Linked DNA regions of Capra hircus: region 2 is linked to region 1. The links are chromatin contacts, called in public Hi-C maps. All regions are on one chromosome and are shown on one strand. The core of a region is the stretch at or near the end of the contact, and the rest is flanking DNA. Distances in the headings are between cores, read along the strand shown.

Region 1 (5,187 bases), core at 999-3,498:
AGAGCTCAGGGGGTAAAGAATCCACCTGCAATGTGGAAGACCTAGGTTTCATTTCTGGGTAGGGAAGATCCCCTGGAGAAGGGCGTGGCAATCCTCTCCAGTATTTATTTCTGCCTGGAGAATCCCACGGACAGAGGAGCCTGGCGGGCTACAGTGCATGGGTCGCAAAGAGTCGGACATGACTGAGAGAGTAAGCACAGCACATCAAAGTGCAGGGCACTTCCTGAACGGGTTCCCCTCCCCCAGGGTCACCCAGGGTCACCCAGAGGCTTCTCCCCGCTGCACTGCAGCACTCAGAGGCCCCACCAAGTGCTCCATCCAGGGTGGGGTGCCCCTGCTGGAGGCTGGGGACAGTGAGAGGGGCTTCCTGAAGTCTCGGCACCCCCTCCCTAGGTGGCCTCAAGCTCTGGACCTCACAGCCACGCCCACCTTCCTTCTCAAAGCCGTGTTCTGGGTACTCCTGCTCAGGGTTCTTCCTGTGATCCTAAGCCCACAACAGAATTTAAGCTTCAGGCGCATGCATGGTTCCTAAGGCAGCCATGGGTGTGGGCCCAGAGAGGGCTGCCCAGATGGACCCCTCTGGGAGGACTCTGCCTGGGCCAGCATCAAGGGAGCCTGGGCACCCTCCGCCCCTGCCCATGACAGGGACTTGGAACCAGCAACCACAGTGAGGTTTCAGTTCAGTTAGCATTTAGGGAACCCCGGCTCAGTGCCAGGACAGTGCTCACCCTGCGGAGGTGCCAAGAGGAACAGGAGCCTGATGCTGCTAGGATGCAATGGTTCCCTGGATCCCCAGTGTGCCACCCATCAGCTGGGGGCTGAGGGCACAGGGAGGTTCTAGGGGCCACGGCTTCCATGGCCTTGGGAGGGAATGGGGGAGAGTACAGAGGGTGGGGCAGGCAGGGCTGCAGCTCAGAGGGCGCAGGGCAGGAGTCTGAGCATTATGTACAAATGGACTCTCTCAGAAACATGCACCCCTATGTTCACTACAATAGCCAGCACATGGAAGCAAGGAGCTGAAGGTGGGATTGCCTACTAGGGGGATTCACATGACCCTTCTGAGTGGTGGAGTCAGTGTGGAGTTGCATGAAGAGATCCAGGAAGGACAGTCAGCTTAGAGAGAGGTAGGAATGCAGTCCCAGGCTTTCACGCTTGCTGGGTGAGGAATGTAGCCAACACTCTAGAACGTGCTTCAGGGTAAACATTTCTACAGCCCAGGGGTCTTTGTGCTTAGGCCAGGTTTTCCAGAGCAAGAGAAATTCTGCAAAAAAGTCTGCTTGATTTGGGTCTTTTGCAAACAATAAATTCTATCTGGCTTTACACACACAAAAAAAGGAATTCAGAACAGGAAAGCAGCGCTGGAGTTTTTAAGAGCCCGAGGACAGGGTGTGGTGGGCTCTGGACTCGGGCCTGGAGCATTGTGTAGTACAGGGTCCCTTCACTCCTTCTGGGATCTCTTTGCAATGGTGTGGGCTGCCCACATCCCACCATGAAAAATGACCACCTTCATGTCTACATTTCTGCAAATCTTGCTGTGATCCCCCAAGGCCGGCTCTGTCCTCCCAAGGAGGGGGCTTTGGTGGTCCTGGCTTGGGTCCAGCACCTGTCCCCAGGCCAATCAGTATGGCTGGTACGGGGACAAAGGCACCCTGGGGACATTACTATATATATATATTTTTTTGTTCTAACTTTTTATTTTGTATTGGGGTATAACCAATTAACAATGCTGTGATAGTTTCAGGTGGACAGAAAAGGGGCTCAGCCATACATATACATGTATTCATTCTCCCTGCAACTTCCCTCCCATGCAGGCTGCCACATAACATTGAGCATAGTTCCCTGTGCTGTACAGTAGGGGATGTTACTGTCTTCACAGCAGAACTATTTTCATCCTTGAAACAAAATCCTAACCTGAAACTCTAAATATGCCAGGGGCATGCTTGGAAACAGCAGGCAGATGGCCTCTGGGAGTTCAGGGTCCACCATGCTCACCTCCTTCCCTCCATGAATCCTGAATAAACCTTCAGAGCCCGTTTGAGAAATAAACAGTTCTTCCTGTTCCCATGAGAGCTTTTCCTCCCTCCTGCCCCAGCTGCCACCACCTCTTTCTCAACAACACATGTCTCCTGGGTCCCAGGAGGCACCCCAGCCTCCCTGGGGTCTGCAAGGATCTTAAGCATCAGGAGCAGGGGCTTGGAAATGGCAGCTGCGGGAGGCACATGAAGGGGCTGGTGATGACTGGGGTCAAGGGCATGCCCACCATGATAGCTCACAGCACCTCCAATCCTGTCCCTGCCAGAAGCCTCCTTCTGCCTGGACCCATGCAGGTTGGGGGCCCGGAGCTCGTCCCTCCCTGGACCAGCTGCACAGACCACAGTCCTCCTGGTTTCCCACCATCTCTAGCCCATGCAGGTCTTCTTACGTTCCAGCAGTTTGACCGAGGAAATAACTTACAGAGAAGCAAAAGGAAAAGAAGGCAAATGGGACCAGTGCTTCTGGTATGTGTCAGCTCACTTACATTAACCAAAGAATCCCTATAATAATCAGCATCTTTATGAACCAAGAGGCCAGAGCCTGGAGCTGGTCAAGTCCTCAGGGTCACACAGCTGGTAGACTGCTGAGCAGGACATTTAAACCAGATGCCCAAGACTCTAACAGGTTTCCCTGGTGGCTCAGTGGTAAGGAATCCACCTACCAATGCAGGAGATATGGGCTTGATCTCTGGGTTGGGAAGATACCCTAGAAGGAGGGCATGGCAACCCACTCTAGTATACTTACCTGGGAAATCCCATGGACAGGGCTATAGTCCACGGGGGTCTCAAATGAGTTGGACACAATTTAGCAACTTAACAAAAAAGACTCTAATGCCCTCAGTTTCTGCAGCACCCCGTCCAGAGCAGCATGAATTGTGGGTGGTCAGTGGGAGATCCAAGCCCTGGGTCTCATCCATGGTCTCCAGGTTCTCACAGTTGAGCAAGTCCTCCAGTTTAGCCAATTCCAACCATGTCTCTAGCTCCTGGGAATCCTACAAGAGCCCTTTTGCTGTGCAAAAATGCCGCACACCTAGGCAGAGAGGCTGGGCTCCGGATGCCATGTCTGTGCTGCTTGTCGAGGGCCTACCTACTATCTTCACAGGTGAGTCGGTTCTGCATGGGACATGCCCTTACACTGAGCTCATCCCTTCCCACCACCCCAAGATGAACTAAGACCCTAGTGCCTAGTCTCTCCTCTTCCCAGAGGACCCTTGCCCCTCTGCCACTCCAGCTGTGCCTACTTCCTCTGAGCTTGCCTGGTACCCAGGCCTGTTACAGGCCAAATGAGTTGTGCTGGGCCGAACTATGTGCCCTCCCAATTCATCTGTTGAAGTTGAAGTCCCAACCCCCAGGACCTCAGGACATGATTGTGTTTGAGAATGGGGACTTTTAACAGGACCTGTGTGCTCAGTAACTCAGACGTGTCTGACTGCAGTCCTATAGTTTGTAGCCCACCAGGCTTCTCCATCCATGGGATTTCCTAGGCAAGAATACTGGAGTCGGTTGCCATTTCCTCCTCCAGGGGATCTTTCTGACCCAGGGGATTGAACTTGAGTCTCCTGCATCTCCTGCATTGCAAGGCAGATCCTTAACCACCGAGCCATCAGCAGAAATTAAGGTTAAATGAGGTCACTGCAGTGGGCCTTATCCACTCTGACTAGTGTCCTTATGAGGAGGAGAGATTAGGACACAGACACATGCAGTGGGATGACCATGTGAAGATGCAGGGAGATGACAGGCCATCTCTGAGAAGCCAAGGAAACCAACCCTTCTGACACTTTAACCTTAACTTCTGGCCTCCAAAATTGTGAGAAAATAAATTTCTGTTGGTGAATCCACCCAGCCTGTGGCACTTTGTTATGGCAGCCCTGGTGGACTTGTACACAGAAAGGTATTTAGAAGGTCTGTGTGCAGGACCCTGGGGGACAAAAGGCGGGGAAGGGCTCTGGGCCAAGGCTGGGAGAAGAGGTTGGAGCATGTTCCAACACCAGGGGCTTCGGGGTCCTTGGGAAGACTGAGTCACCCTTCTTGGCCTCAACACTCCTCGTCTCACAGAGCTGGGTGACAGCCAACCAGACAATGCCGAGGAAAGCCCTAAAAAGTCTATAAAAGAAATGTTTGTCTTTCAGTCGTGTCCGACTCTTTGCGACCCCCCACGGACTGTAGCCCGCCAAGTTCCTCTGTCCATGAGATTTCCCAGGCAAGAATACTGGAGTGGGTTGCCATGCCCTCCTCCGGGGATCTTCCCAACCCAGGGATGGAACCCAGGTCTCCTGAATTGCAGCAGGCAGATTCTTTACCACTGAGCCTAGTCTGCAGATCATCTTTCAAATATCCATCCCACTCCAGCGCCCACCCTGTTAGAGCAGCCACTCAAGTTAGCAAAATGCATAGGATATGACTATGAAACCTGAGAGGTGGATGGTGCCCAGCTTTGTGAGTCCTGCAAAGACATGCATTATGGCTGCCACTTCTTGGGGTCACATCAGTGGGGGTCCACCCAACTCTTCAGAGCCTGTGGCTGAGCTGCTCTGCTGCAGTTTGGAGCCTGGGCACCTTCACTGGGCCAGCTGAGGGGCATACAGAGACTGCCGAGATCTGGTCCTACCTCTGGGGGACTCTGCCTGGAAGATGTCTGGGGTGACTGTCCATCTGGTCTGCTGGGACTGAGAGGGTTCCTGGGGGTCATGACTACCGAAAGAAAGTGCCAGGCAAATGCAGAGAAAACTCCAGAAGCTGCTGGCCAGGAAGAATGGTGACAGCCTTACAAAGACATAATTTTGGCACCAGCAGGAGCACACGTCTGTCCTGAGGTACCCTGCAACTGGTGTATTAATATACTCCTGCTTCTCCACTGAGTCCAGGACTCAGAGTGGGAACGGGCATGGGAGGGGGCCTCCTTAAAGTGTAAAGCCAGAAACACCCACCCTACCAAGTGTCTGCTGCCCACCCCTGCAATTTGGATCATCATTGGTTTGATAGTCTTGGTCCCTGGGGGTGAGGGGACTCCCCCTCCAAGGTGGAGGACCAGAGTTCTCTTGAGTGGAAATGGAGACTGACACTAACTACTGTGTTGGATTCCTCAGGCTCCTGAGACAATGGGAAGAAGAGGGGACTTGCTACTCTCTGAGGTCGTCCACTCCCATCACCAAGG
Region 2 (5,187 bases), core at 1,663-4,162, 50 kb before region 1:
CAATTCGCGAATCTGGCTACCGGGTGCTGCCGGGTTGGGAAAGAAAGAGAAGTCGCTCAGTCGTATCCGACTGTTTGCGAACCCATGGACTGTAACTGACCAGGCTCCTCTGTCCATGGGATTTTCCAGGCAAGAATACTGGAGTGGGTTGCCATTTCCTTCTCCAGGGGATCTTCCCGATCCAGGGATCGAACCCGGGTCTCCCGCACTGCAGGCAGACTCTTTACCGGGTTGGGAAGCCACAGTAACACAGGATTCAGAAAGCTTTTCCAATACACTCCGCTGTTCGGTACTGGCCTGGCTCTCAACCGAGTGCTCAACTCCAGCCACAAACCAAACGCGGCCGGGCTACCAGGTAACCGGGTCCACCTCGCTCAGAATCCAGCGTGGCCCCTCCCCCACGACCACACCCACTCTTGCAACAACGTCCCCACCTCCGAGTCCACACAGCCCGAATTCTGACTCAGCCTAGAAATGGCCCCGCCTTCACCCGCGACCCCACCAAGCTGTTTGAGCGGTCATAGCGCGGGACCAGAAATGCGGGGCCGGCGTGGGAGGTGCTGTTCGTGAGATACGCGGTTCCTGACACCTGCAGCCCGTGGGGCGGTTCATTTGCAAATTTATCCGGAGAAAAAGCTTTTCAGCTCTAGATTCTTGAAAACTGCGGCTTTTAAATCAGTCATTTAATCAGCTTGTGAACTGTTTGACAAATGAGACGCCTCAACTTTTGAAACAAGGTTAACGGTATGAGAGTTTTGAACCGGTCCCCAAAGTGGAAGACTTGTGTCCAGAAGAGTTCGCGTGGGCTCAGAGGAAATACACAATTCTTTAAACCAAACTAGGAGAGAAAGCATGCCATCCATTGAAAGGTTGTTTCCACTTTTGTGTTAAAAGACAAAAAACAACCACAGAGCAATCTACGACAAAGTCCTGGGCCCGCGAGAGGAAAATGTTGCCCTGGGGTGGGGGGCGGGCGGCGGTCTGGGGCTCCTAGAATGTCAGCTCCTGCCACCCGCCCCTGTGCAGGTGCTGCCCGCCCGCATCCGGCCCCGGCAGGTGAGAGCGAGGCCGGGAGGAAGGCGACGCAGATCCGCGGCCAGAAGGCAGTGCGCTCCTTTCGGGAGACAGCGCCCCGGCCCCAAGGAGCCCCTCGGGTCTGGCGCGCCCCCGCCGGCCGGATGGGCGGTGCTCCCACAAAGAGCCCCGGACGAGGACCCGGGACCGCCCCCCGCGTCGGCAGCCTCTGGCTCGGGTTTCGACAAATTAAACCTTAGAGCGCTGGAAAAATTACAGGAAGAGAAGAGCGAAGAATGTGCCGAGAGGCTGGAGAAAGCCCTGTCCCCGCGTGAACTTCGCCCGCCGCGCGCCCGGGCCAGGCCCGCCCCTGCTGAGCGCGCGCCCGACCGACGGGGGAGGGGCCAGGAGAGGACACCCGCTCCCCGCGGCTCCCGGGCGTCCGGGCCGCCAATCTCCCCGGGTGCCACTTGCGACCCCCATCCAGCTCGCCCGCACCTGCCCGCGCGCCCCCGGGCCAGGGCGGGGTCCCCGCCCCCGGACCCGATGACGACACTCGCCCCCGCGGCCCCGCCCGAGCGCGCCGGAGGAGGGGGCGTGCCCGGCGGGGGCGCGGTCGCCGGGCGGGTGCCGGCTCCCAGCGCACGGACCCGCTTCGCGCGGCGCGCAGGGTCGCCCGTAGCCCAGAGCCACGGGGAAAGGGGCGAGGCCCCGACCGTTCCCGGCCCGATCGCCCTTGCACCCAGCTGGTGGCTCCGGGGGCGTGGCTGGGCGACTAGCACTGGCCCCGGATCGCTTGCTCGGGGCTCCCGGGCCGCCCCACTGACCTGTGTGAGTTCTCAGGTGCGCCTTGAGGTGCGAGGATTTCCCGTAAACTTTCTCGCAGCCCGCGTAGTGGCACTTGTGCTTTCTCTGCGGGGACTCGAGGTCGGTGCGACTTCGGCCCCGCCGGCCCCTTTGTCTGAGGCCGGGCTCGCCGCTCCCTGCGGGCCCCGGCTCTCGCTCGGGCTCCAGCCCCGCCTCGGGTTCGGGCTCGGGCTCGCTCCACGCCGGGCTGAGGGGCGCGGCCGCCGCGCCACTGGCGCCGGGGAAGGCGGGCTCGGGGGCGGGTGGCGGCGCCGGTGGTAGGCGGCAGGGGGTCCTCGCCTTCCGGGCCGCGGCGCCTTCTCTGCGTTCCGCCGGGGCGGGCGCCGGCGCTTGCTGGTTAAGGTCCGCTAGGATCCGCGCCACTACGAAGAGCGAGGCACTGTCCTTGCCGTCGCGGCGTTCTTCGACGCGGGGCAGCGTGGCGGCGACAGTGGCCGCGCCCTCGGGTCCGGGCTCCGGCCCCTCCCGCGGCCCGTGCACGACCGCGCGGTTCGACATGGACACGAGGCACTCGGCGGCGAAGTGGTCCACATAGGCGGCTGCTGCCATGCTGCGGGATCCAGCCGGCGGACGGGCGGCACTGCTGGTTGCTGCGAGTCGTCAGCGGCGCATCCGCACCCACGGCCTCCGGAGAGCGGGCGGGGGGCGGGGGCGAGGCGCGCCCTCTCCGCGGGCTGGGCTGGGCGCGCAGCCGCCTCTGCCGTCACCCGCGCGGCTCCGCGTCTACTAGGCGCCCGCCCGGCTGGGCTCCGAAGAGTGAACGCATGGGGGGCGCGGGCGAGTGGGATCCCCACGCGACGTCAGGGGCGGCCTGTCCTAAGGATGCAGAGCGGCGACGTTAGGGACGACCGCGCCAAGTCGCGGCCGCAGCCTCGCCGCGCATTGTGGCAGGCGGGACAGCAGCCGTGCGCGCCGCGGCTCGGTGTGGGCGGCCCGGCTCCGGGGGTGGGCGGGGCCGGGGCCACATCTGGACCCGACGTCAGCCCCCAGCCACATCCTGGCGGCGCAGGTTACAGGCGGCGGCGGCGGCCGCGGGGAGCCGCGCACGCGGAGGGGGCGGGGATCCTGGAGCGCGCACCGGCGGGATGGAGCGGTCGCGCGCCCGCCTCTGGGGAAGGGGCGTGGTCGAGGACAAGGACTGGCGCCATTGGTTCGCGGGTACGCGGCCCGGCCAATCCTCACAGTGAGAGACTCCCACTCGGCCTAGGGGCCTGCGCGTGCCAATGGGCGTGCCCCCTTGGCGGCGGGAGGAGGGGCGGAAATTAGAGCCGTGAGCCGGGCACGCTGACGCACCACGTCCGAGGGCGGCAGGCTGGGGCGTGGCCGCGCGGGTCGCTCCCCCACCCCTCAGCTGCTGGGACCCCGCGGGGAATTTTCCTGCTGGAGCTTTTGTACGGTGACAGCCTTGAACCCCGGCGCGGAGGCGAGCGCTCAGGAGGGCGCCCCTTTGTCCCTCCCGCCCCGCCTCTGCCGTGCGCCGGGTGGGCGCGCCCTGCGGGGCTCGCCTCCGCTTCTCCCTTTCCCCTCACGAGCGAGGTGCCCAGCGAGGAGGCGTGTCCGCTCTGGCCAGCTCGGAACAACCCCGCCGCACCCCGCCGAAGCTGGGTTCCTGGGCGGCCGCGCCCCGAGATTCGGGCCGCTCGCCCGCTGCAGGCTCCTCCCCTGCCGAGCCCGGTGTTCGGCGCGGCCCAGCAGGGAGCGGGGTCTCGGGTGGGGCAGGGGATGCACTGACGGGAGGGACCTGGAGCTCCCGATCGTCCCGGGCAGCCGGGAACTGGGACCGGCCGCACCGCCCTTGAGCCTGGGTCAACCGGAGGCGGACTGGCACCAGGCTGGTGGTTAGCCTGGCAGCGTGGGTGACGTGCCCATCGCGTCCCATGCTCGCAGGAGTGAACTACGTGCCGGGGCGCTGGCGCCGCTGCTCATGGAACGCGGGGCCCCTTCCTCTGCCTCCCCTCCCCAGGCCCGCTGCCAACTTCTCCCGGCTGCCCCTCTCCCTCGCCGCCGGGGAGGCTTCCGACGCCACCGACTGCGCGGGCCCCGCCCACAGCGCCCCGCCCACCCGCTGCCTGGCCCCGCAGAGGAAATGCTCCCTGCCCTGCCCCGCCCACTTGCCCTTGGCTCTCGCCGGCGCCCTCACCCTTGCTGTCTCCGAGACCACCCCACCGCCCTCCTCCAGGCCTAGGCCATCAGCCTAGAGGTTAGAGGCTGAAGCCGAGCGCAGCAAGGCCCTGGCCGGAGAGACCGGCCGGGGTCTGCAGCCCTTAATGGACATTCAAACGTGTTAGCTGCCCGCGCGGGGAGAGTGGAAGGAGGGCAGCCCAGGCACTGGATCCCTCGGACCAGAGAAGAGGGGTGGGTGGGACAGAGTCGTTCTGCGCACAAAATTAAGAGCAGCCATTTCACACCAAATTATCTTGGGGCCTGGGTAGAAAAAACTTTCCAGGTCACCAAGGACAAACGCGTTTTGGGTTGCATGTTGTGGTGACCTGTAAACTGGTGTGGACGTCTGGGCTCCCTGGGAATCTGTGACTAAAACCCTAAAGTTCCAGCTCACTGGTGGGCGCCCCCTGCGAAGACCACACAGTGTGCTCTGCAGTGGTGGGGCTCTGTATTGGGCCACTGGGTCAGACTCCTCCTCTAAGAGGGTCTCCTACTGGCAGGAAGTAATCTCTCTTTTCCCAGGCAACTTGTGTTGATGACATTTAAGAGATTTGTGTTCTGACCAAACAATGATTCAGACTGTTCCTGCAGTCTCACCACATGTCACAGTCAGTCACTTCATTAAGAATGGAGCTGGCCCTGTGCTGACTTACCAGCCATCCACCCCCCACTCCCCACTCTCTCCAGCAAGCAGGATTCTACTCAATCTCCAAGGTACCACTAGCTCCATGACCCCCCCCCCCCCCCCCGCCCTTGACACATTCCAGCCTGGGCACACCCTGGCAGGCCTCTTAGGAGTAGGCGCCCTTCTAGGCGTTGGGCTACAAGTGACCATCCTCTGTTCTGGGTGAGAGACATAGGCCTGGGTCAAGGGTCCTCCGCAGGCTCACACCCCCCACCCCCATCCACAGCCCAGAACAGTCCCAGGTCTCTGCATGGATGCAGCCTCCCTGAGTGTTTTGGCTGCACTCTCAGAGCATCCTGGGGGGCAAAACTCACACCCTAGGCCTGCTTCTCCGGCCTTTAACGGTTGTTCATAGAAGGAGGTCCTGGGGCCCAGTAACCCTCATCCCAGCCCCACATGGGAGTGTCTTTCAGATACATACATTCTCTTCCTCAGGGGAAAATCTCACCATAATCGCT

Evidence for each region. A called contact is a pair of places that touch in the nucleus more often than the background predicts.
Region 2: a contact with region 1 is called in a Hi-C map of blood, with 1.7 times the contacts expected there. The contact joins the promoter of KLF13 here to the enhancer-like site in region 1. A contact is called at or near these places in 3 of 5 Hi-C or Micro-C datasets (all in blood).

What each region holds. Positions count from the first base shown.
Region 1 is chr21:27,203,787-27,208,973 of ARS1.2, reverse strand. No RefSeq gene overlaps it. Among named protein-coding and RNA genes, the nearest start is that of KLF13, 50 kb to the left of the region's middle. Within about 2 kb of position 2,248, at least 1 of the 5 cell types and tissues checked has an H3K27ac peak or open chromatin away from gene starts, as enhancers often do.
Region 2 is chr21:27,254,092-27,259,278 of ARS1.2, reverse strand. KLF13 (Krueppel-like factor 13) reads right to left here and starts at 2,912. Exons shown (of 2, transcript XM_018066229.1): 1 at 1,842-2,912. The coding sequence starts at 2,430.